3 separate regions of the Zea mays genome follow, and all the other regions are linked to region 3. Evidence: chromatin contacts called from public Hi-C data. All regions are on one chromosome and are shown on one strand. The core of a region is the stretch at or near the end of the contact, and the rest is flanking DNA. Distances in the headings are between cores, read along the strand shown.

Region 1 (3,637 bases), core at 475-2,974, 180 kb before region 3:
TCGTATCATGCAGTGTCAGGTTCGTCATCCATTACCAGATTTCAGACAACGATGTTCAATATGCATTGACATGTGTCGAGGTACGCAAAAAGTTTACATGCACTGATCTGCCATGACTTGGTGCATTCCCTTCCTTTTGTTGTGTGCCTTGCAATATGAGAAATAAAATAATATATATGGTAGTAACACTTTAAAGCAGACACAATAATCAAAAGTCATGGCTACAATGAATGGATCAGAAAGTGTATTTGCAACGTGCAAGGGTGACAAAAATATGAGCACTCTAATGCACCACCCTTTTGGTAACTGGAATGATACAGTGAGGTACGTTATCTAAATGCCACACTTTAGGTAATACAAGTTAAACAACTAAAAATCTTGAAGTTTATATCTATTTATTTTTTATTGATGCATAATGTATTCTCCAATTAGGCAACGATATAGACACTTAGACTCTTTGATGTACCGTGTTGCGCACACTGCATCTCATCGATTCTTTTCTCATTTGCGTTGCTACAGTCGCTATTTCGCAAGATCGTCGTGGCCCTATCGGGAACGGAGATGCTCTTAGCGAAGCTGGAGGACCGACCAATCCAACTAGCAGCAGCAGGCGGGGAGTGGATGCGCCTGCTAGAAGAGTGCTAGCTCCGCGCATACGCTCGCTCGACAAACGTGTGTTGTTAACTATTGTATATAGTGTTATAATTACTGTCCTTTATTCCTGATGTTTGTTTTGTAGTTGAAACTCACATTGTTTTTTCATTTCCATCTTGATTTTGTATGCCGTGATCACGAAAGACCAAATGTTTTCTTGCGGTTTCTAAAAATATAGCTCTCTATTGTTGTGATTGTGTGCCGTCGCATCGCACGGGCAATGACCTAGTATGCCAATAATTTGTTCATTACTACTTTTTTACATGGTCACTCCTATTTGCCATCGGCGCACAACCATTGTCGAAAGCTGCAAATTAATTCTATCGAAACTAGGTATGCTTTTCTCAGTATACTACACAAAGTAATTCTATTCATATTATGTACTGGTTTCCATAAATATATTAATGCCTACATATTGCTTATATAGATCTGCAATATCAGGTTGCTTACTGTCTATATACATAGATCGTTGTTTTAACATATTGCTAAAAGACTCGCGTACTAGTAACAAAATAAAAACCATGACTTGTTTACGCAACTAAAGAAGAGGAATCTAGAATATGTACTTTTTTTTGCAAAATAAAAAAATAAATTGCTACGAGGATATATTATTTTGTGTATAATAAGGGAATTTGTTGGGTGAGTGAGATGGTAACGAGATAGGGGAATGTTCTAGCGGCGGCGAGGCGGTTGATATTTTGGAGGCCGGCTGGAGAGAGACGCGGTTGGCATTCCTCTTCCCTTCACTTCTCTTTTCTCGATAGAAGACGCGACAGCAGTGGTGTCAAAGGTAGGCCGCGAAGAAGAGAAGAGAATGGATGTCAAGGAAGGAGCTGCGGCGTAGCCGTGCGGCAGCAGCGGGGATCACAAATTTGCAAGCTGGTCGCTGCGGTCGTCTCGCGGGCCGTGGGCCGTGGGGTAGAGAACTAGAGATAGGCTGGATCAGAAGGCGTGCACGGGGCCAGGCCGTAAATAATACCCTACACCTACAATTGGGCCAGGCCACATAAGCGTGCCCGGGGCACCGCCCATTGACACATCATTGAGCGCAACGCGGTCGTGATTGCGAGTGAATCCGTGGTGTCCAACTCCCAAGCCCCTACCGGCAACCCTAGCGAGGCGATGGGGAAGGCGGAGGCGAGGTCAAGGGGGCGCGGCGGCGGCGGCGGCGGCGGAGGCGCCAGCGGCAATCCGGGGTATCAACTCCTGGCTTCCACCCCCACCCCCCCTCTCTTGGCTTATTTACGTTCTCGATCTCGATTAAGCGGTCTTATTGCTTGGCCTTCGGTTTTGGGATTTTCAGGAAGATCTTCGTCGGAGGGCTCCCGCGGGACACCACGGATGGTACGTCGATCGGTTCCTTCGTTTTGTGCTTCGTAGCGTTCGATGCTTGTGCTGATTCCCGCGGATTGGAAGATGAGATCGCGATTCCGTTTATACAACTTAAGTTTCTCTCTCTCTCTCTCTCTCTCTGGTCGGGGCGTTGGTCGGGGTGGGGCGTGGTGGACGGTATGTTATTCACTTTTGTTTTTCACTGCACTTCTATGGCTGTACTGTGCCTCGTCATATTTTGTTAGTTGCATGAAAATTTACAGTGGTGGTTTGTGCTCAGTATGGATTCTGGTCTGTGCTGTGGCCTGTAACTAATGCGAGCTGAGCTGTATGCAATGCACCGGCACAATGATTTTTTATGCTTCTGTTATGTGACAACTAATCTGTTTTAGTTGCTACAGGCACTTTTAGTATATATGCAGCTATATGCCTGATTAAGATCTTCATGTGCCCGTAGTATGTTCCATTGCCAATAATTGTAATGAGTAACGCCCAACTACGCAGATCAGTAACCTCCGACAAAAACACATGTTAATTGGTAGGAAGATAAGTTTTTTTTACCTAATCTTTGCCAATAAATCTGCTCACTAGTGTTGCAACTAGCGACATGCCAGTTTTAGTTTTTACATAATTAGGCAACTGAAACATGGGGAGTACTCGTAGTTTATAGAGCAGGGCATGATGCAGCACTGTGGAAGTTAGTGTTTTGGCATTTGTGCCATTTTCCTTTTTTTTTTCTATATTTCATTTGTTCATCAATCAGATGTGTGGAGCTACTGGTGAAATGCAGGATTAATAGATTCTCATATTGTCTCTGTTTTCGTTCTACTGATTTCGTGCTGCTGTTTCCTTCTACAGCTACATTTGTGAGGCATTTTGGACAGTATGGAGAAATAGTTGATTCGGTGATAATGAAGGATAGGCACACATCTCAGCCACGGGGTTTTGGCTTCATTACATACTCTGACCCTGCTGTTGTTGATAAAGTGATAGAGGACAATCATGTTATCAATGGAAAGCAAGTAAGTTTTGTTTCTCAGCAAGTCGGTATCGTCACTTAGGAGTTAAATTGCTCTATTTGTTAATTCTTCGCGTTAGTTCTTAAAGATGTTTTGTTGATACCTGCAAGTTAGGTTTTCAGTGTGAACATAACAAAGTCTGGATACAACACCAATTGTTGTATCATGTTGATGCTTTGTTAAAATTAATGTGGATAGGCTTTCGATTTATATGTCCATTAGCGCTTATCACTTCTATATGAATTGTTAGATTTTTGGTTAGCAAGTTACGAATGCATTTTAAAAAAAAACATTTGTGTTGCTTTGGTGACTATATGTTTATCTGTTGTTTGCTTTGTTAGTTCAAGCAATTGGCATGTTTATTGTCTTGCTGTGCTGGATTTACAAACTACCAATGGTGTTTCTCATTCAATTTAGGATCAGGTTTACTACTCTGTTAAGTTGCTCATGTTATTTAATGTAGATATTGCATATGTGATTTCAGAATCATTATTTATCCATCTGAAGTTTCATTTGTGTCATACCTAATGCATCACCTATTTTCACAGCTGACAGTTACTTAGTAGTACTTCCCTATTGCTTTACTCCGCAGGTTGAAATTAAGAGAACCATACCAAAAGGTTCGGTGCAAT
Region 2 (3,635 bases), core at 1,046-3,545, 160 kb before region 3:
GAAACGCCGACAATATATATATATATATATATATATATATATATATATATATATATATATATATATATATATATATATATATATATATATATATATATATAAAAGGAGCTCTAAGCTCCCTTTTGTTAGAGGAAGCATTACCCGTACCGTGCGATTCACGTTCGATCTTCACATTGTGCCCACAACCCCACCACACACGCCAAAAAAACAAAAAAAACACTCGTCGGATTTTTATCCTCAGTCTCCGCTCCCACAAAAAAAACCTAACCGCTCTCCATCCACTCCTCATCCGCCGTCGCCACGTACCCATCGCGGAACCCGCCATCTGTCACACCCAGATAAAGAAGAACACCACAAATAATGATAAAGTGTATAGAGATAAATGCCACAATTATTATTACATAGCGGAAGAGTCTTACAAAAATAAATAATAATAAGAAAACGAACTAAATAATTATTCCTTGGCGCCATAAGCTGACTGGGAGACGCCACCTAGATAAGCTCATACTCCTCGTTGTAGACCTCCTCCTGGACCACCTGTTCTTCTTCTGGGGTGGTTTATATATCGCAAGAGTGAGCTCACAAAAGATCATAGCTCAACAAGTTGTGGGGAATAATGTGCATGAACTCAACAAAGGTGAGAGTTCATGTGAAGTGTAATGCTGATCAACAAATAATGGTTAAAGCAGAGCATTGCTTTTAATAAGTTGGTCAAATTTTATTAGCAATTACTAAATGTAAGTATATACCAAACCAGAGTGATAATAGATCAAAATTAATAATAAACCACAATGCGATGCAAATGACCAATTAAATTTAATTCCATAAGTTACTCATGTGAGGGTCCGAGCCGCTCATAACAGTGAGCACGACTGATATACCAGTTTTACACTCTGCTGAGGTTGCACATCTTTACCCACAAGTTATGTTACCCATCTGCCAAGGGGTCATGAATCCCATACACCTCTACCAAGGAAGCGAGACAGGGTAATACTACGAGGCCTTTATAAAGTTCCACTAGCTTCAGAAAACCCGCTACAATTTCTATGGAGCGCAGCATCAGAATCCCCCGTCTGAAAACCATCGCAGCAAAATCAACCCGAGAACCTCCCTATACCGACCACTCCCCTACTGCCCTTGCCTCTTTCGGGTAAGGTAGTCCTCCACTAGCTTTCCTAATTAGTCAGTCAAGGGCGTCCCATACCACCCTTGTGGTAGCACCATTTTCCCGGGTGGTCGCTCCATGTTCCAATTAACATAATGATCTTGTCATGAACAGTAAATAAAAAATTGATAATAAAAGCATGAACATGAATAATGTGTATCTTAACACCCAAAACCACATAAAGCAATAGCAGGTACTACCCAAAAGTTCAGTGGTAAACAAGGTATAAAGATAGCCAAACTCGGGTGACCTATTGGATCCCATCAAAATTAACCTATGCAGATCATAATGATCAACATGAAAATTATTGGGTAAATAGAAGTGATCAAGGGCACAACTTGCCTTCAACGAGCTCCTGCTCAGTATTTTCCACCTGCCGAGCTTCTGAGTCCTCAGTCACTTGCCCGTCTACTCGCAACAATACAAGCAAACATGGTACATGAAAAATTAACATCACACCAAACATGAGAACATACTGCATAATAATATTCTATGCATCGTAACGAGGTCGTAGGTTCGAGAATCACTAAATTCGGAGTTACGGTTCACGAGCTACGATTTTCCGAAGTTATTAAGTGTTTAGTATAGAATAAATTAAGTGGATAATTTTAATATGTGTTTCATGACTAACCAGAGTTACCAGATGATAAACAATATTCAAACAAAATTAATGCAACTGGAATGGATCAAAAGAAGTTAAAATGGATTTTCTATGTATTAACCAAGATTCTGAAATTATTTTAATACTAAAAATTATTTTCTGATTTAGTTTATTCCTTTTTATCCCCTCCTTGGACTGCGGCCCTAATTTTCAGAGAGTACATGGTTTAAACTGCAAATGCCAGGGACCCGAATTAAATTCTTTTCTACTGCTCCAGGACGGCAGGTTGGTTTTGCTTAACCCGAGGGTTTCTTCTACAAAGTTGGCTCGACGAAGGGGTATCCGCCAATCCTGGCCGCGCGATCAAAAACTGAAGGCCGCGATTAGAACGGTCGCCATTCGAACCAATACAAAATTGAGGTCGTAAGATCCTAATCCTTCGGTTCGGGTTCTACGTACACGTGATACGTCTCTGGCCTTACGATCTAGATCGTGCGGATCACCAATACTCAGGCCGGGCCGGGGCCTGGGATCTAATCATGTCCATAGGTTTGGGATCCCATGATCGAGGTTCATCTTCCACCTCAACGACGCAAGATGGCGGCGCCACCAGTCTTCACGGCGGTAACCCCGCCGGTGCGCGACGACCCAGCGCAACCGTGCCCCATCCGACACCCTAAACATCGCTACACATGGAGGAGAGGATTGTGAATGTGATAGGATGTTGCTCACCGGCTGTCAAGCTGTGAAGGAGTCTGACCACGGAGACGTGCGACACGGTGGAGAAGGAAAAGACCGGGAGCAAATTGAGGCGGCGCCGATGAAGCCTGTGACTTGGATGGCCAGGGGGGTTCGCGGCGGAGGGTTTCTTTTTATAGCCCGGATGCAAGGCCAAGGGCCTACACACATACCGACTCGCTCGAAACCACGGCACCCGCGAGGTTTTCGATGTTCGTTTCAACGGGGACGACAGATCTGCGTGCTGGGGCCCACCTGACAGCCGCAGAGGAGATAGAGGTTGGCGTGGCTTCAGGCTGACGATGTAGGGGCCACACGTAAGCGACTTAGGATAAGAGATGCGGCACGGTGATTGGCTTTGACGCGATGGCCCCACAACTCAGTTGGAGAGGAGTGCGCCACCGACTGACGGGTGGGCCCCGCCTGTCGACACATCAACCCAGCTGGGCCGCGCAGGGGGAAAGTTAAGGTGGGCCGAAAGTGAGGAGTTGAGCCCAGTCGCGATTTTCCCTTTTTCTTTTTTCTTATTCTTTCTTCTATTTTCCAAATTCAATAATCCAAAATAGATTTGAATTGTTGGTTTGAATATCAAATTTTCAAATATTAATAGCATTCTAATATGAATGATACTTCCAATGTTTGCCATAATCTCACTAGTATTATTATTATTATTATTATATTCATTCTTCAATTCCTTTGCTCCCATATTTTTAAACCTCAATCTGGATTTTGAAGTTATGCTTGTCTTACTTATTTGTTTGAGTTTTAATGCACAAACAAAGGACTTCCAGCATGATGCATAAATTAATTGCTTCATTAGTTACTTTGTTCACTTTAAATATGCTCCTTAATATTTCTCATTCTTAGAAGGCAATACATATATAAGAGGATTTATCCCTCTCTTTTATTATCCACAGTTTGGGTATTACACCATCTCCGTCTCCATGCTCTCCCTCACTGCCGCCTCATCCACCCACCAACTTTTTTGCAATTTGGCCCTTTTAGGTTTTTTTGCACAATTATGCCCTTGGCAGTTTCATTTCAAAAAATGGACCCTTAGCTCGGCGCTGTCATCATTGGCGCCGAGGTTGTGTGTGTCGGCGCCAACAATATTGGCGTGCATACGTCAGA
Region 3 (3,708 bases), core at 72-2,571:
CCGATGAAGCCCTGACCTCAGTTGCACCGGTCTGAACATGTGGCGACACTAGACCTCACCTAGCCTGAGGTCCGGATGGTATGTACTAGCTCTGGAACTACCCTGGAGGTTCGGTGCTACAACCGGAGTGTCTTCTTTCCAGAGTAGTGGGGCCCCTCCAGACCCCCTTCTCCAGAGATCCGATGGACCCACGAGGAGGTCCGGCTTCCACTCGCAATGACCTAGATCTATAGTTGAGGTTGCTGATTCCTTCCTTTATGAGGTTTGTGACGGTGGTGGTCCAGCCCAAGAAACAAGCCTAGGCCAAGCCACAACTTCATAAGATGGGCCTTAACCCCGTGTCGGGCTGGCCACCCCGAAATCCTCAACGGTAGCCATTGGGGTTTCACCTTGACCTAGTAGTAGGTACCCCATATTTAGGGTACCAAGATACATTAAATCAATTTCTATTTTCCAACCTATGAATTTGTGGTAGACTTATATCTAAGATTTGAAAAGTGACGAAATATCAAATTCCAAATCAAATAGCCTACTTTATTAAGTAAATTCCAATTTCTCCATAATAAATATATCCAAACGATACCTTACAAAATTTCCAAGTGTAGAAGATGCTGGCGTTTGAGCTTCACAAGCGTAGTACCAGGGTCCACATCTCTGATAATTGATATATATATATATATATATATATATATATCGATGAATGACACATGATATCTTAAATAAATATTATATGACTAACAAACATATCAATCATGTGCATAAATATCTCTATTATATAAAATATCAGTTTGCACGGTTCTACGATCCTCGTGCATTACGTTCTCTCTTTCTACACTAAGCATAAAAAATAAAATAAAATTCTGAATAAGTGGATTCAACTTTTGATTGTTGGCTTCACATTAATATTCACCTAACCAACAATATACATATGTGATATATAGAAATCCTAGCACAACATCCGACTAGTAAATGTATAATAGTCCGTTTGAATGTATATATTAGTGCACGGAATTGGGAATTAGAATTAAAATTTTGTTGTTTGGTTATATATGGAATTGAGATTTGGAATTAGAGAGCCAATTCTTTGGGCTATAACTAGATACCCCATCTCTCAATATAGAGTGTCGCTTCTATGTGTCGCGTGAAATTAGACCATATGATTCTAAATATAGTGTCATCCAATTAATAAAATTAAAATTGTATCTTATTTCAATACTATGGCTGATTTGATATTTAACCAAATTCAAATTTAATTCCATATACCCCTACCTGTTACCCCTTCCTCCTCGCCTGTCACCAACAGCAGGGCCCCACAGTGCCCGCGCCAAGAGTGTCCACTTCAACCCTAGCTCCACCTGCATCTCCCCTCCCGCCCGCCTCCCTCCGTCCACTCGGATCCGGAAAACCCTAACCCTAGACGTCGCCCGGCCGCCGCCATGGACCCCGACGGCGACCCGGCCTTCCACCGCAACGAGGCCATCTCCGCGGTCCAGGATGTCGACCAGTACTATGGCGACGACGACGACTTCGACGACCTCTACAACGACGTCAACGTCGGGGACGGCTTCCTCCACGCCTCCCACCAGGCGCCGCCGCCGCTGCCGCCGCCACCTCCGACTCAGCAGGCCCCACCGCCGCAGAAGCACCAGCTCCCTCCGCCGTCCCAGCAGCTGCCGCCGCCCCAGCAGCATCCACCTGCCCACGTCCTCCCGCCACCGCCGCCGCAGGCCCCACCGCCGCAGCAGCAGGTAAGCATCCCGGGGGTGGCCGTCCCTGCTCCTGGCAGACCTCCCGCCCAGACCAACCTCCCTCCGCCTCCTCAGCCACCGGCCGCTCCCGCGCCGCCGCCGCCGCCTCAGCACCACCATATTCAGCAAGACGGGATCAACCGCCCTGGAGGGAACATCGCCGGTGGCCCCATCGTGGTCGGGAACGGTGGCCCTGCTGGCGGGGGTGACGGCCCTGGCGGCACGACGCTGTTCGTGGGGGAACTCCACTGGTGGACAACGGACGCGGATCTGGAATCTGAGCTCAGCAAGTATGGGCCGGTCAAGGAGGTTAGGTTCTTCGACGAGAAGGCCAGTGGCAAGTCAAAGGGCTACTGCCAGGTCGATTTCTATGACCCTGGTGCAGCTGCTGCCTGCAAGGAGGGCATGAACGGCCACACGTTTAACGGCCGTCCATGTGTTGTGGCATTCGCCACACCGAACAGCGTGCGTCGCATGGGCGAGGCACAGGTGAAGAATCAGCAGGCTATGGCTGCACAGACATCAAATATGCAGCCAAAGGTTGGTAGAGGGAGCGGTGGTGCCGCAGGGCCACAGGCGGGTGGTAATTATGGCGGTGGCCGTGGAGGACCTGTTGGACCTGGTGCCGGTGGTGGAGCTGGTGGAGGCGGTGGAAATTGGGGAAGAGGTGGTGGAGGCATGGGGAATAGAGGCCCTATTGGTAATATGAGGAACAGGATGGGCCCAGCTGGTGGTGGTCGTGGGATAATGGGAAATGGGGGGATGGTTGCGCCGCCGCCACCAATGATGCCTCCAGGTGGAATGCTGGGGCAGGGTTTTGATCCTACTGGTTACGGCGCTATGGGAAGGATGGGTGGTGGATTTGGTGGTTTTCCTGGTGGACCAGGGGCTATGCCATTCCCTGGGCTGATGCAGCCATTCCCGCCAGTTGTTGCTCCACATGTTAACCCAGCTTTCTTTGGTCGTGGCGGAATGGGTGCCGGTGGAATGTGGCCTGATCCCAACATGGGAGCCTGGGGTGGGGAGGAACAATCGAGTTACGGTGATGACGCAGCTTCTGATCAGCAGTATGGTGAAGGAGGGAGCCATGGGAAAGAGAGGCCACCAGAGAGGGAGTGGTCTGGTGCACCAGAGAGGAGGCGTGAAAGGGAGAAGGATGCGCCCCCTGCACAGGAGTGGCCAGAGAGGAGGCAACGTGATGAGCGTGACATGGACCGTGAGAGGAATCGTGACTATGACAGAGACAGGGAAAAAGACCGTGACAGGGAAAGAGACCGAGACCGAGATAGGGAGAGGGACAGAGATAGGGAGAGGGAGAGGGAGAGGGAGAGGGAGAGGGAGAGGCATAGGGATGACAGAGATCGCTATGGCGATTATCACAGGCACAGGGATCGCGATTCGGAACGTAATGAAGACTGGGACAGGGGTAGATCATCTGGGATACGCGGCAGGTCAAGGGAGGCTGACCACTCTAAGCGCAGGCGGATGACACCTCAGTAGTCGTAGCTGGGTGAGCTACTAATGTAGAGGCAAACGATGATCCAGAGCCGAGTCTTGCTTGCACACTGGCATGGTTAACAGCTAGCATCTTCTTGCTGCCTCTGGCTGTGGTGGTTCTAATATCTTGTGTCTCCGGCAATGTGTTGTAGCAAGAACGAGAGATGTAAGTGAAGCTTAATCTGATCCCCTGTTTGTTTTACAACTGTAACCCTCTTCTTTAATTGTACTGTTTGGTAGTCATATGCTGATAACATCATGTAACAGTATTTTTGTACCATTACACTTGTAACTTGTTATGTACACGAAATTGTTTGTTTTCTCCCTCCTGTGATCTTTTGTAGCTACAAGGCATTCTGTAAGGCAAGAATTGTAATATAGAGTCCTTGCCTAATACCATGGAATGTACAATTTTGTTGCTATAGCTCAGGTCTCATTGTAATCATCTTAGTTTTCATTCAAC

What was found. A called contact is a pair of places that touch in the nucleus more often than the background predicts.
Region 1: a contact with region 3 is called in a Hi-C map of leaf mesophyll, with 6 times the contacts expected there. The contact joins the promoter of LOC100217268 here to the promoter of LOC100501712 in region 3. A contact is called at or near these places in 11 of 25 Hi-C or Micro-C datasets (bundle sheath, ear, endosperm and 5 more) and 2 of 3 datasets of contacts at active chromatin or transcription factors (leaf and seedling).
Region 2: a Hi-C map of tassel shows a contact between it and region 3, with 2.8 times the contacts expected there. The contact joins the enhancer-like site here to the promoter of LOC100501712 in region 3. A contact is called at or near these places in 2 of 25 Hi-C or Micro-C datasets (ear and tassel).

The regions. Positions count from the first base shown.
Region 1 is chr4:203,809,970-203,813,606 of Zm-B73-REFERENCE-NAM-5.0, reverse strand. It overlaps LOC100217268, which reads left to right and starts at 1,724. Exons shown (of 6, transcript NM_001143620.1): 1 at 1,724-1,850; 2 at 1,958-1,998; 3 at 2,845-3,008; 4 at 3,598-3,637. The coding sequence starts at 1,777.
Region 2 is chr4:203,786,966-203,790,600 of Zm-B73-REFERENCE-NAM-5.0, reverse strand. No RefSeq gene overlaps it. Among protein-coding and RNA genes, the nearest start is that of LOC100217268, 23 kb to the left of the region's middle. Within about 2 kb of position 2,295, at least 18 of the 20 cell types and tissues checked have an H3K27ac peak or open chromatin away from gene starts, as enhancers often do. A contact at or near this core is called in ear and tassel, where this site is marked.
Region 3 is chr4:203,627,747-203,631,454 of Zm-B73-REFERENCE-NAM-5.0, reverse strand. It overlaps LOC100501712, which reads left to right and starts at 1,321. Exons shown (of 2, transcript NR_174080.1): 1 at 1,321-3,411.